Regions from separate parts of the Sus scrofa genome. Here region 1 is linked to region 2. The links are chromatin contacts, called in public Hi-C maps. All regions are on one chromosome and are shown on one strand. The core of a region is the stretch at or near the end of the contact, and the rest is flanking DNA. Distances in the headings are between cores, read along the strand shown.

What was found. A called contact is a pair of places that touch in the nucleus more often than the background predicts.
Region 1: a Hi-C map of skeletal muscle shows a contact between it and region 2, with 5 times the contacts expected there. A contact is called at or near these places in 9 of 47 Hi-C or Micro-C datasets (alveolar macrophages, embryonic fibroblasts, epiblast stem cells and 5 more).

Annotation. Positions count from the first base shown.
Region 1 is chr4:65,375,687-65,379,456 of Sscrofa11.1, reverse strand. No RefSeq gene overlaps it. Among named protein-coding and RNA genes, the nearest start is that of SLCO5A1, 62 kb to the left of the region's middle.
Region 2 is chr4:65,272,225-65,276,261 of Sscrofa11.1, reverse strand. PRDM14 (PR domain zinc finger protein 14) reads right to left here and starts at 2,274. Exons shown (of 7, transcript XM_021090784.1): 1 at 1,560-2,274; 2 at 898-951; 3 at 649-806. The coding sequence starts at 2,259.

The sequences.
Region 1 (3,770 bases), core at 322-2,821, 100 kb before region 2:
TATAATATATAATAGCACAAATGATGAAAACTGACAGAGAAGAGATGTCATGCAATAGCTGGGAGTTGTTAAAGCAGTGACTAACGGGTCTTCTGCACTGTGTTGCAGATCATGGGTTCTTCTCTTCACCTTCTAAATCTCACTTTAAATAATCTAACATTCTGCCCAAGGGCAGGAAGGGTCTGTGTTCCTTAACTTTGGTGCGGTGGGATTTTTGCTGAGTATTAGGAAATAATCATGATCATTTAACAGCTCCGACAGAGGATAATCCACAGCTGAAAATAGTATCCACAACCAACTTGGAAAGTGTTCTGTGGAAGAAAATGTACTCAGGCAAATGCCAGTGACTTGCCAGTTTGCCAGAATGTTCTTCGTCCTGGTGTGTATTTTGGACCCAACTCTTCCTATATACCAAACACTGTCCTAACCCATCCTCAAATTACCTCTAATGAATTGTGCTTTGGTAGTGAGCCCTCAGCCTATAGTGAAGGAATCTTAATAGATATATCTATAGGGCACTCACATTTATTGCAAGAATGTTGCTGAGGATGTTGTTCATGGCATAATACGATGTCGTCTACAAGACAGTAGAAATTTATCTTTGGTTTCAGCCCAGGGAATGGTTTTACTTGTCCTCAGTTGTCAGTTTGTTTGTTTGTTTTTGTCTTTTTGTCCTTTTTAGGGCCGTACCCACAGGCATATGGAGGATCCCAGGCTAGGGGTCCAATCGGAGCTGTAGCCACCAGCCTACACCACAGCCACAGCAACACCCTATCGGAGCCGCATCTGCGACCTACACCACAGCTCACGGCAACGCCGGATCCTTAACCCACTGAGCGAGGCCAGAAATGGAACCCGAAACCTTATGGTTCCTAGTCGGATTCGGTTCCGCGCCACTATGGGAACTCCATCAGTTTATTTTTAGATACAGTGACAGTAAACCCTTAACATTTGCAGACTTGATCTTTGTATTTTCAACAGTTCGAAAGAGGGTCTCAAGTTCCACTCACAGCCAATGCAGTGGCTAAGAAGCAGGTCTGACACCCCACCTCGCACATGTTAGCACAGCTTGGTGGTTGGCTAACCTGCGTTTTTCTCCACCGCGTTTCTTCTGTCCCACCACACGTTCCCCTTCCTGGGGGCTGCTAGAAAACGCAATGCCTTCTTAAGTGGATTAGAATGCACTACATTGATTTGGGTTCAGTGAATTCAGAGTTCCCAGGTGCCCTTCCGAAGAGCGGGATGGTCTGCCCGGTGTCATTTCACCCCGAGTCGGGTCAGAGAGCTCCGCTCCATGGGAACCCTGAGCTGGGCTCTGCAAAAGGACAGAACAGCTGGAGGAAACTCAGGACCACTCCACGAACGGAAGTGCTCGCCTCCAGGAAGGAGTTCAGTACTGGCTGAGGAAAGAGATGAGGAAAAATAAAGAAGTGAAACTATTCATCTTTCCCCAAAATTAAGGGGGGGAAAGATCATCTTTCCCAGCAAATCCGGGAGAAAGTGCCAGTTCCAGCAGTTTTGAGAATCACTTCTAGGCATTTCCAGCAGAGGGCGCGAGGGCATAGGTAGAAAGAACAGCAAAGCGCTCTACTTTTTGGGGAAATCCAGAGCACAGACTCGTGGCCCGTCAGAATTGCTGTATAGAAGGCGCTTAGGGTAACCTGGAGGAATTGAAAAGTGTGTTTACAAAGACGGGGGAGGAGTGGAATTCGTGGGGCTCCCGCAACCCTTAAAACAGTCAGCAAACATTGGTAAAATATTTCCAGCAATTAAGACCTATTTTATTAATAATTTTCCCTGGTATGTCCTATCATAGTTTGATTCTGAACCTTAAGACATTCACTCAATAAGCTCAATTTAAGTGTCTTTTATGAGCAAGCAAGATGCCACATGCTGTGGAGACTTGGAAGGTGTAAACCCAGTCTCTGTCCACAATGAGTTTAGAGTCTGAAAGTGGAGATTAGACAAAAATACAAATCACTGTATTCTGCAAATCAGCAAGGCACAAGTAGGTGATAGAAAAGGAAAGTTTGGAGTTCCCGTTGTGGCTCAGAGGTAACAAATCCAACTAGTATCAATGAGGATGCGGGTTTAATCCCTGGCCTTGCTCAGTGAGTTAAGGATCCAGCATTGCCACAAGCTGCTGTGTGGGTCACAGATGTGGCTCAGATCTGATAGGGCTGTGGCTGTGGTATAGACCAGCAGCTGCAGCTCCAATTTTACCCCTAGCCTGAGAACTCCCATATGTTTCAGGTGTAACCCTAAAAAAGAAAAAAAGAAAACAAATAAAATGCCCTCTTGGGTTCCTTTGTGGCACAGTGGGTTAAAGTTCCAGCATTGTCACCACAGTGGTTCAAGTCACTGCCAGGGCATGGGTTTGATCCCTGGCACAGGAACTTCCACATGTCATGAGTGTAGCCACACACACACACCAAAAAAAAAAAAAAAAAAAAAAAAAAAAACCCTCTGAGGCAAGGACTATTAAAAATCATTGCAGTTGGCCTTGGAGAACTTGATACTAGACCTTGTGTGTCTTTAATCCTCACGACAGGAGTTCCAGTTGTGGCACAGCGGAAATGACTCCGACTAGGAACCATGAGGTTGCTGGTTCCATCCCTGGCCTCCCTCAGTGGGTTAAGGATCTGGCGTTGCCATGAGCTGTGGTGTATGTTGCAGACACAGCTTGTATCCTGCATTGCTGTGGCTGTGGTGTAGGCAGGCAGCTGCTACTCCGATTCAACCCATAACCTGGGAACCTCCATATGCTGCAAGTGCGGCCGTAAAGGGAAAAAAAAGAAAGAAAGAAAAAAAAGAAATCCTTCTGACAACCACATCAGGTAGTATTATTATTATTATTGGTCTTTTTGTCTTTTTAGGGCCACACCCGCGGCACATGGAGGTTCCCAGGATAGGGTCCAATTAGAGCTGTAGCCACCAGCCTACACCAGAACCACAGCAACACGGGATCTGAGCAGCATCTGTGGTCTACACCACAGCTCATGGCAATGCCAGATCCCAGATAATATTATTTTTATTTTTTTATTTTTTTTAGGGCTGCACCTGTGGCACATGGAGCTTCCCAGGCTAGAGGTCAAATCAGAGCTACAGCTGCCAGCCTACATCACAGCCATAGCAACACAGGATCTAAGCCGAGTCTGTGACCTACACCACAGCTCACCCCAACACCAAATTCCCAACCCACTGAGCAAGGCCAAGGATCGAACCCACATCCTCATGGATACTAGTCAGATTCCGTTTCTGCTGCGCCACAATGGGAACTCCTATTATTCTTATTATACATGACTTTTCTCAGATGAAGAAATCGAGAGCAGTGGTCACACGTTAAATATCCTCATGGTCAGGATCTGAGCCTGAGTCTGCAAAGTCAAAAGCCGGTGTTGTTGTTCCCATTACTCCGTTCTGCCTCTCTCAAGTGTAACACTCCTAGTAATTGTATTTTACTAAAAGATAATGTTTTCTCAAAGGAGAAAAGCCTTGGAAAACGGTGGGCTTTGAGGAAGAAAGGAAGTTCTGTTTAAGATGGTTCCAATGACATAGCCCCGAAGCACACTGCCTCCTCCGTTCCTCTTAGGTGCAACTTTTCCCTCTGCAAAACCGCTGGTTAGCAGCCTTTTTTGACTACTAGTAATAATAATTTTTAGGTGACCTGAAATGAATATCTAGGATTTTTGCCCCAGAAGACAAGTGTCCTAATAGGAAAATGCTATGTGTCTCTTCTCCACAAGTCCTGTAGGTGGCGCTGGTGCACT
Region 2 (4,037 bases), core at 1,025-3,524:
CCACTATTGGTTTTGTATTTTCTCTAGACTTAGTTTGCGTGTGTATCAACAAAGCCATAATTTAATTCTTTCTCTGCCATTGGCAATTCTACCATCTCTAATGTTTTGTTATTACAGAGAATCCTGTGAAGTCTGGATTTCAGATCATTTTCCTAAATGATAATCCTTGAAGTAGATACTCAGGACAAGGTAGAATAATCTGATAAATTCTGACAAACTGCAATCCTACCAGCCTGCCTCGGACAGAGTCAAGAGTATGAGTTTTTAAAAATCCTCAAAGGGAAATGTCAAAAATTTTAAATCTGGTTTTAGTCCCTTGGCGTATTCCTCGTACTAGTCTTTAAAGCATTTGGCTTGTGTATACATATAACCCAATGTATCGATTCTTTAAATGTATATTCCATGGCCAATCTTCTGATGAAAATGCCTTAAGGCACCAAAAAATACATAGAATCCGTGCAGAGGTGCAATCCTTTTGGATGGAACATCTGCCTTTCTTTTCCTTTATGTTGCAAAAGAGGCAGCACAGACAGCGGGTTATGGCCCCAAGAGAGACAAAGTCCCCCCTCCCAGAGGAGCAGGGGCCAAGGTTCTTCCCCACCCGCCTCCCTCCCCACTTTCCGCCAACCCCACCGTTAAGAACTTTACCTCCCACATCAGAGAATTGTCTCCGTGGGTCTTGACTTCACTGGCATTGACCACTTTACCCTGAAAGGGTCCAAACCTGACTCCTTTGGCCACGAGGCTATTGCAGAACACACCAAAATGTGCGACCTCACCAAACATCGTCTGCCGCAGGCAGAGACCTAGGAAGATCCCAAGGCAGAAAAGAATGCCAGTCAGGAAACTGACCGCATTTGCTGGGGAAAAGGATTCCAAGCCAGGAGCCCTGCCTACCTTCCGGGAGCTGAAGGGAGCTGTTATCCAGAGTCTGAGGAAGAGAATCAGACCCTAGAAAAAGACAGGGTTAAATGTTTATGTTTCGATGAAACGTAGTATGAAAGGCTTTCATGCCGAGTTTTCCAACCCACTAGCTGGAGCTCACCATTGTACTCAGTTTTGATGTTACCTGTCTTTTTTCCTGCTCCTTTTACATATGCAATTTCTTATTTGAGACTCCGAAGGAGGCTAGTTGGTTATGCTGTAATTAACCCCCCTTGCACATGTAAGGAACTTGAGAAATCAGAGATAATGCTGATTCGGGCTGAGGTCAGGTGGCTGAGCCGAGACTCCCAGTGTAAAAGGCACGAGGTTCTCATTGAAATACCTCGTACTTTCTGCTAGAATCTGAGCCAGCCTGATTACCCCACAGCACAAACCATTTCTCCCCTCCCCCTCATTCTCACTAAAACCACCTCAGGAGTCGCGGAGTTAAGTAAATGGGGCTGGGAGGTGAGCCTGACCTCTGCAGCTCCATCCTCTCCTGGAAGCCGGGTACACTCCGGATCAGGACCCGCACTGCCTCGAATCCACCTTGAAGCGCCTCTTCGCTGCTCCTGCCTCCTTCCCACCTCTTCTCCCCTCCCACCCAGGTCCTGGATCCTGTGGACTGCCCTTACCAGAGCTGTTGGTGGGGACCAGGAGGCCCGACATCGCGTGGTGCAAGCGGGCTGGGTGCTGAGGGCTGGGAATGACCCCGTACAGAACTAAGTGCAGGTCTTCCTGGGTGAAGTGGTAACGGGGCGATGCCTTTCTCTCTTGGTTCACGAGTTTGGGGCCATCCTCAGAGCGCTCGCCGGGGGAGCCAGGTAACAACTGGGAGGGCTTCGGCCTCTCGGGTAGCAGAGAAGCATCCACTGGGGGCGGCGGAAGGAAAACTTCAGGTCCCCAACACTGGCCACCATCGCTCCGGCCGCCGACCTGGCCCAAGTTTTCGGCGGGGGCGCCCGTGAACTCGCGCGGGCTGTTCAGGAAGTGTGGCACCTCCCTGGGCAGGTGGGGGATCGGGTACCACGTCGGCAGCTTGCTGTACCAGGGCACATCATAGAGCGGCTCCCTCGGCAGCGCCAGCCCGGGGCTCAGCAAGGGAGGCGCTGTCCGGAAGGCGAAGGGGGGCAGAGCCGGGGACGCCGACAGGGCCTCCAGCTGCCGGAAAGGTTGGAAACCCTCCTCCGCCGTGGTGAGGGTGTTCCCGTAATGGCCATAGTGCGGGAAAGGGGTGTAGTAGGCGGCCAGGTGTTGGGGGCTGCTCTGAAGCCTGTCGGGCGAGTAGCACTCCTTGTCCTGGGGACCGGTCTCACCTGGCAGCCGCAGAGCCATCCTGGGCCACCGCGAGCGGTCCGCCTGCGGGAAAAGCAAGCGCAGCCGAGTGAGGGGTGCCGGGCGCTGCGGACATCCCCTCTTGCCACACTTCCACCATCCGAGGCAGCCCCGGGTTGAAGGGAATTGGATACACTTCCCAGTTCAATCCCGAAAGACCTACCCCACCAACAAAACAAAAAGCAGCCATAAATCCGCCCCCCTCCCCCCCCAAAAAAAACCCAAAACAAAACGAAAATCTACCGAGATTCCGCCTGACTTCAAGTTCCTGGTAAGTGTCGCCTTTGCCTTCTCTCTCCAAACCCACCTTGACCCAGGACGGCTGGCTTCCAACACCCCCTCTCTACATTCTGCCCAAACCCGGCTCCTGCAAAATCCGTTTCAAGTTCCCTATCCTGCCCTCTTCCTCATCAAAAAAAAAAAAAAAAAAAAAAATCCTCTTTTCCAGGGTGGGTCGGAGCCGCGGGGTCTTCCCAGCCTCGGGGCTGGGAGCCTAGAGAAATACCGGGCTGAGCTCGGGCGCAGGCGGCAGCTCCAGGCGCTCCTAGGTCCCTATCCCGGAGGGCAGAGCCACGAGCTCGGGTAGGATAACGCAGCCGACGCGCTCCCCCAGCCCGGGGACAGGTTCAGGGAGGCCGCCCCGCTGCGAGGCCCAGTGCTGACCCCGCGGGCCCAGGGGACCCGGCTGAGAGGAGGAGGAGGGCGCCACCTTCGGCTCCCCTCGGAGCTCCGCAGCCAGCGCGGGTTCCCCACGTGTGCCGAGTCCCGCCACATCCCCCCAGGTTCCCGACCTGGCGGCTTAGGAGTAGGCGAGGACGAACCCCAGGCCAGGCAGCTGAGAGAAGGTTCCCGGACCCGCGCCGCCGCCGCCTCCACTCGGAATGGATGTCGTTTTAATGGACAAAAGTTCACCAAGGCTGGGGGATGGAGCCCCTTCAGGGCCAGCGGGTCTTAAGGGCAAGATCAATGAGCCCGATATGGAAACGAACCAGGGTCGTGACTCAGAAATTACAGAACATGGGGTCAGGAGAAGAGGTCAGCCACGACGAAGGCATCTGCCTGTCTCCTCCTGAGCCCCCCAACGGCGCTCCGCTCCTGCTCTCGCCTCAACCCGAGGATCTGCGATTTGGGGTTGAAAGCCACTTAAGGAGTAAAAGCCCCAAGAGGGCAAAACCACCCCCCTAAAACTACGGCGCCAGCGACAGCTCTGCCTGCGCGACCGACCACCCGGGCGGGCGATGGCCCCGGGCCACCGCGTCGCGCCGGGTCTGGCACCCACCTTGGAGAGCTAAGCCGCGGAGCGGGCGCCTCCGGGCAGCTAAGGGACGGCGCGGGCTCGGGACCGGTAGGCTTCGGGCCGGCCCGCAGGGCTGAACCGGGTTTAAGAGCGCGGCGGGCGGGGCAGCGGGCAAAGAGAGCGCGAGGGTGGGGAAGGGACTCGGCCCACGCAGGTCCCCAGACCCTTCTCCCCGCCCACCGCGGCCATTGGCCGACGCTCGACTTGCCCTCGGTCCTTAGGGGGTCGCGCACTTAACTCACATCTCCAAACCCTGTCGGGGACCCAGCGGAGAGCGCTCGCCCCTCGCTCTTTAGGGGCGGGCACTGTGGCCGCTCTAGGCTGGCGGAATGGGGCAGCAAAAGGCCCGGGCAAGTGACGCCGGGGTCCCCAGACCCGCCCCTCTGCGCTCACAGCAACCCCGTACCCACGCGCATAAGGCCGGGACTCGTGTGCCGGGGTCTCTCCCCTGCCTTTCGGCTTCCAGTTCCCAAGAGCCGAG